Linked DNA regions of Mus musculus: region 1 is linked to region 2. The links are chromatin contacts, called in public Hi-C maps. All regions are on one chromosome and are shown on one strand. The core of a region is the stretch at or near the end of the contact, and the rest is flanking DNA. Distances in the headings are between cores, read along the strand shown.

What was found. A called contact is a pair of places that touch in the nucleus more often than the background predicts.
Region 1: a Hi-C map of uterus shows a contact between it and region 2, with 4 times the contacts expected there. The contact joins two enhancer-like sites. A contact is called at or near these places in 3 of 484 Hi-C or Micro-C datasets (cardiomyocytes, cerebral cortex and uterus).

What each region holds. Positions count from the first base shown.
Region 1 is chr9:117,428,356-117,431,055 of GRCm38.p6, reverse strand. It overlaps a transcript of Rbms3 not described here. Among named protein-coding and RNA genes, the nearest start is that of Gm39451, 120 kb to the right of the region's middle. Within about 2 kb of position 1,350, at least 1 of the 459 cell types and tissues checked has an H3K27ac peak or open chromatin away from gene starts, as enhancers often do. A contact at or near this core is called in uterus, where this site is marked.
Region 2 is chr9:116,806,578-116,809,277 of GRCm38.p6, reverse strand. The region is part of intron 5 of Rbms3 (RNA binding motif, single stranded interacting protein); the gene reads left to right. Among named protein-coding and RNA genes, the nearest start is that of Gm39449, 280 kb to the right of the region's middle. Within about 2 kb of position 1,392, at least 88 of the 459 cell types and tissues checked have an H3K27ac peak or open chromatin away from gene starts, as enhancers often do. A contact at or near this core is called in uterus, where this site is marked.

The sequences.
Region 1 (2,700 bases), core at 101-2,600, 620 kb before region 2:
TTGTACACATGTGTGGACCGCATGCACACATGCTTGTACTCATGCATGTGCATGTGTGGCATGTGTGTTCATGTTCTTGTATGTATGTGTATGTTCATATGTGTATCTGTATGCTTGTTCACACATGTGTGTATGCTTATTTATCTGTGTGCTTGCTCATATGTGTGCCTGTAGACACCAGAGGGCAGCCTTTCATATCTATCCTCACAGGCTATACATACCAACCAACTTGAGGGTTGTTTTGGTGGGTTTCTTTCTTTCTTTCTTTCTTTCTTTCTTTCTTTCTTTCTTTCTTTCTTTCTTTCTGTCTCTGTCTGTCTATCTGTCTCTTTCTTTCTCTTTTTCTGGAGACAGCTTCTCAGTAAAAGGCATGTTGGTTGACCAGTAAGCCCCAGGGATAAGCCTGGATCTGCCTCCACAGTGCTGCCATGTCCACATTGTTTTGTGTGGATTCTGGGGATCACACTTGGGTCCTCCTGCTTGAAAGGCAAGCACTTCCCTGACCCGCAGTCCTCACTTGTCTCTCAAAGTATGTGATTCAATAATAATGCTGCAACCTTGTCTTCATTTTGGGGTACAGAATGATTTTATTATTTTCATTATTGTTGTTATTTATTATTATTATTATTGTTGTTGTTGTTGTTGTTGCTGCTGCTGCTGTTGTTATTAATGTGGTAGAGGCCATGTGTGAAACATTTTCCCATTTATTGACTCACTTATATTCTTCCTCCTAACCCTTGGAAAGTTTTATCTTCTGTTCTTTTGTTGTGCCTTACCTCGGCTGTCTTTGGGCTTTTAGACATCTGTAGGCTGCCCACACCTACTTGCAAAATCACTCACTTTACTTCTGCATATCTTAGCAACACTGTAAAACAGCAGAATAGATGATGGAGTCCACTCCATAGCAATAGATGGTAAAACAGAACTTGGAAATGTCATTAAAAATTCAGAATCAGGAAAGTAGGTCCCAGTTGAATGAGGGGATTCCAGATGTCACACTGACCAGTCATCATCCTGCTACACAGTCGGTCAAAGCAAAGGGCACATACACAGTGTAAATGTAAGAGGTGGGTTACTGAGCAATGCTTCTCAAGGGCCATATTCCCACCTCTTCACAGCCTTGCATTGCTCATGCACACCGACTCTGGGCCTGGGCCTGTGACCAACCATGAGGTAGAGGCTGACAGAGTGAGCACAAGACCTCCAGATGGCTGTGCTGATGACGAGTCCTTCTTCTCTGCAAGAAAGTTTGAATTTTTCAAGTAGAATGAACTGTGTCCTCCTCTGCAAGTTCAATCATGTGTCTTTTAGAAGTGGACTCTTAGAAAATAATAAATCCTTGTCCAGCTTTGAATAACTGGGCCAGATGTTCACCATGTGCTGTGTGAAGCTCGAGGCACTTGGTAGAGCTGACACTCCATAACACAATGCTTTTCTTTCTCGGACATCATAAATCTACCAGGCTGGACCTTAGAGAACTGCAATTTGTTGATGTGAATCCAATGCACTCCCAACCTGCACACTTAGAATGTTTTGGTTTCTCCTCCAAAGTCAGGTCTTTTGCCAAGTTTTGCAGAACATGCTTTTGGCCTTGACAGGGTCCCAGTTAGACACTATTTCATTCCTTCTATTCTACAGAGAGGATAGGCTGTTTCTCTTTGTGCTCCTGGGAGTGACACATATGGAATTAATAGATGACAGCAGGAGCTCTCATCTCCCTGAGTCCTTCTAACTTGGGTGGTGCTAAGGGCTTCTGAATGTTGGGTGCTAGAGCTAAGTGCCTTATTCCTGGCACGTGTTTCTCTACACGGTGATTGCTCAGTCATAGCAATGATACTTAAGTAGATGGAAACTCTAAACCTACACTAGAAGGTATAAAATACTTTTTTTGTTTACAGTTACAATAGCGATCATGCTGTTCTACTTATGAATAAAAAGATTTGAAATATGGAGAAAACAAATGGAAGAAAACATTAGGATACAGACATAGTGCTGAGGCCCCAGACGCTAGTTGCCCATTGGCAAGTGAAGAAAGGATATGGGTTGGAAAGAGAGAGTTCCTCAGTTTGTCACAGAGTTAACTGAGTGTGTGGCTGGTTTTACTTATCCTTTAAAAAGTGTATTCTGTCATTTAATCAGTGTGCTCATTAGCATTTATTGTTGACTTGATACAACATGGAGTCACTTAGGACGAGGGAGTCTCAGTTGAAGATTGCTTTTATAAGATTGGCCTGTGGCTATATTGATGAGCTATTGTCTTCATCAGTAATTAATATAAGAGGTCCCAGACTACTGTGGGCAGCGCTAACGCTATACAGGTGGGCCGGGGCTGAGAATGAGCCAAGGGGATAGCTAATAAGTAGCATCCCTCCATGGTGTCTACCTCAATTCTTGTTTAAGTTCCTGCTGTGACTTCCATCAAGAATAGACTGTGACCTAAAAGGGCAAATTGAGATGAATCCTTTCCTCCCTGAGTAGCTTTTGGTCAACACTTTCTCACAGGTAGAAAGCAAACTGGACCAATCAGTAACTAGTGCTGATTTCATATTATGTGCCTAGGTATTAGTATAGGTCCCATGGAAATAAAACAGCACAAAATGCCACAAACACAACAGTCCTGTCTTACGCAGTTTACTGAGCATATCAGAGTAACACAGTCCCTCAACAACAGAGCCAAGATTCAAACAGGGCATTGATGGT
Region 2 (2,700 bases), core at 143-2,642:
CAGTCAGCCTAGCCTACTTGGTGGGTAGATTCTGTCTCTAAGAGAAGATAGATGGTGCCTGAGGAATGTCTCTTGATGACTAACCTTTACCATATGAGTGCCATGAGTGCACATGTGAGTGTGTATGTGTACATGCATATGCTGTGCACATACACACACACACACACACACACACACACACACACACAGAGGCACAAACCTAAAACAGATTTTTTAAAAAGAATATTTTTGGTTCTGTGTTCAATCAGAGATGATGCACCTAACCCTCAAGAGACTGGAGGCCCCAGGGATTTTAGAGGTCAGGTGGGGTGGGGGTGGGGACATACGTCCTCATGGAGACGGGTGGGGAGTGGGGAGGAGGTTCGGGATGTGGAGCAGTCGGAGGGTGAACAGGGGCAGGGGATAAAATCTGGAGTGTAAAAATTAATTAATTAATTAATTAGTTAATTAATTAATTAAAAATTTCCCTTGTCCTGGGGACTCACTATTGCATTCTATGCTGCAATGGGTTAAGAAGCAAATGACGTCATTTAATTTTGAAATGCTAGAAAGAGCACACATTTTAGTCATTAAAATTCCTCTGATAGCTTTGACACTTTGCGTAAATCTTACCAGAAATGAGGATGTTTGGCTCCTAAAGTTGGATGCTCCTCCATGTCACCAATAGTTTATCCAGTGCCTGTGATTGCAAAACACCAAACATTTCACAAGAGCGGAAACCTCTAATTAAGCCTAGCATGTGACAATGGAGTGGATTTGTTTTTAAATCCATGGCTTATAATGCTTAGAGCTTTCAGATCGTGACCTGAGAGGACTCTGTTGAGGTGAGAGTTTAGCTGAACATGGGTTTCCACAAGACTTCCTTCCTCTGTGTGTCAAGCCTGATCCAGAACATTCTACCGGTGCTGGAGCAGGTTCTTGTGTGTTTTAGTTTGACTGTGAATTGTGTGAGCTATAATATCAGTTTCCCTCCTCAGTAGTAGTTGTTGAGAAGAAGAGGAAGAGGAGGAATAAGACTTATGAGGAGGAAGAGAGGGAGGAGGAGGAAGAGAAGGAGGGGAGGTGGGTAGAGAGAAGGAAGAAGAGTTGGAGGGAGAGGCAGCTGTAGCAGCAGCAACAACGGAATCCTTTAGTGTGTTTCAAATGACTGAAGCCAGCAGTTATAAGTCATGAGGCAAGAAAGAAACACACCCTTGAACATGTGTTTACATTCAAACAGCAGACCTAAAAAGCCCCCTGAAGCTTTACCCCATGCCTGGCGCCTCCTAAGAGCGGTTAACGCATTGTCCGATGAAGGGTTGACCCCACCCAGGCGCTGTTCTGCAGGGCACAGAAGGGCTCAGCTACTTTCTAGAAGAATGGAGGCACTGTGCTGAGCCAGGATGGCTGCAAGGGGCCTGTAAAGGCAGCTGCTGCCAGTGGGGACTTGAGAGCACTCCTGTCAGCTTCAAGCCTTGCATGGGCCAGATTTCAGAGAGCTTCAGCTGGCAGCTGCACCGAGCACTTAATTGTGAAACTTGAGAGGAAAATAGGCATGTTCTGGCTAATACGGGTATTCACCTACAGGTCTCACTTTTGTTCCGTTTCCAGAACATTGGCTCTGCCTCTTTGTCAGCTCCTGGAGGCACCGAGCCAGTGTTGCTGGGGCAGCTTTGCAATGATCAGGTGTGGCCCCGTGTATCCAAATGAAATTGTCACTGCTGAGTGATACAATGTACCATGCTTTGATGCTGCAAGCTGACAGTCACAGAAAAGTCGTTCATTGCATTTACTCTCTCAAAGAATCTCTAATGGCTCACAGCAGACATCTACTTAGTTAGATCTGAATGAACCCAAAGCAAGCCATCTCCACGGCTACCTTTGTGTTCCTAGAAAGAGCCCCTCATCAGGCCCGCCACAGCTAGAAAATGGCTTTAAGGAAAGATGATCCTATTTAGAACCCAGAAGGGAGACTTGAAACTTTCAAACCGGAGTAAAAATAGGCTGGCTGTGCACGTGGAGTGGATAGCAGCCCATTTTCTTTTTAGCTTGTTCTGTATTCCCCAAATCAGCAATTGCACATTGCAACCTTCAGCTATGTTTGGTCTTCGTTTAGAATTACATGTCATTTTAGGACAAAGAGAAAGGATTTGATTTGTGGGGGGTTTGCAAGCAGCATTTAGTCTCCTTTGTCTGTTATCTGCGTGAGCTCAGTGAGAGACTTTACAGAGAAGGGACTCTCCAGGCACGAGCCTTCTGTCTTTAACTCCAAGAATGAAATGCCCTTAATATACCGTCTGTGGGAGTTAAGGGCTCCCATTTCCTCTCCCATTCATGTGTCTACCCAGGATGAAGCTTTTCTTCAAAGAGGTAACAGTGAGTAGATCTCATGTGGGAAGATAGGGAAACAGAATTAGAATTGCTTTCTTCCTAGAAATGGAAGTTTAAAAAAAAACAAAACAAAACAAAAAAACCTTATAGAAACAGGAAGCATATAGTTTAAGGGTTCCTCTCATTAAATAATGGATGAAATTTTCTCTTTCTTGCTCTGTATTTATATATTTAAATTTACATATTTATTATATTTAAATTTTCAATTATGGGGTTGGAGGGATGAGTCTGTAATTATGAGCATGTATTGCTCTTCCAGAGAACATGAATTCAGTTCCCAGCAGCCACCTGGGGTGGATCACAGCCACCTGTAACTCCAGCTCTGGGGGA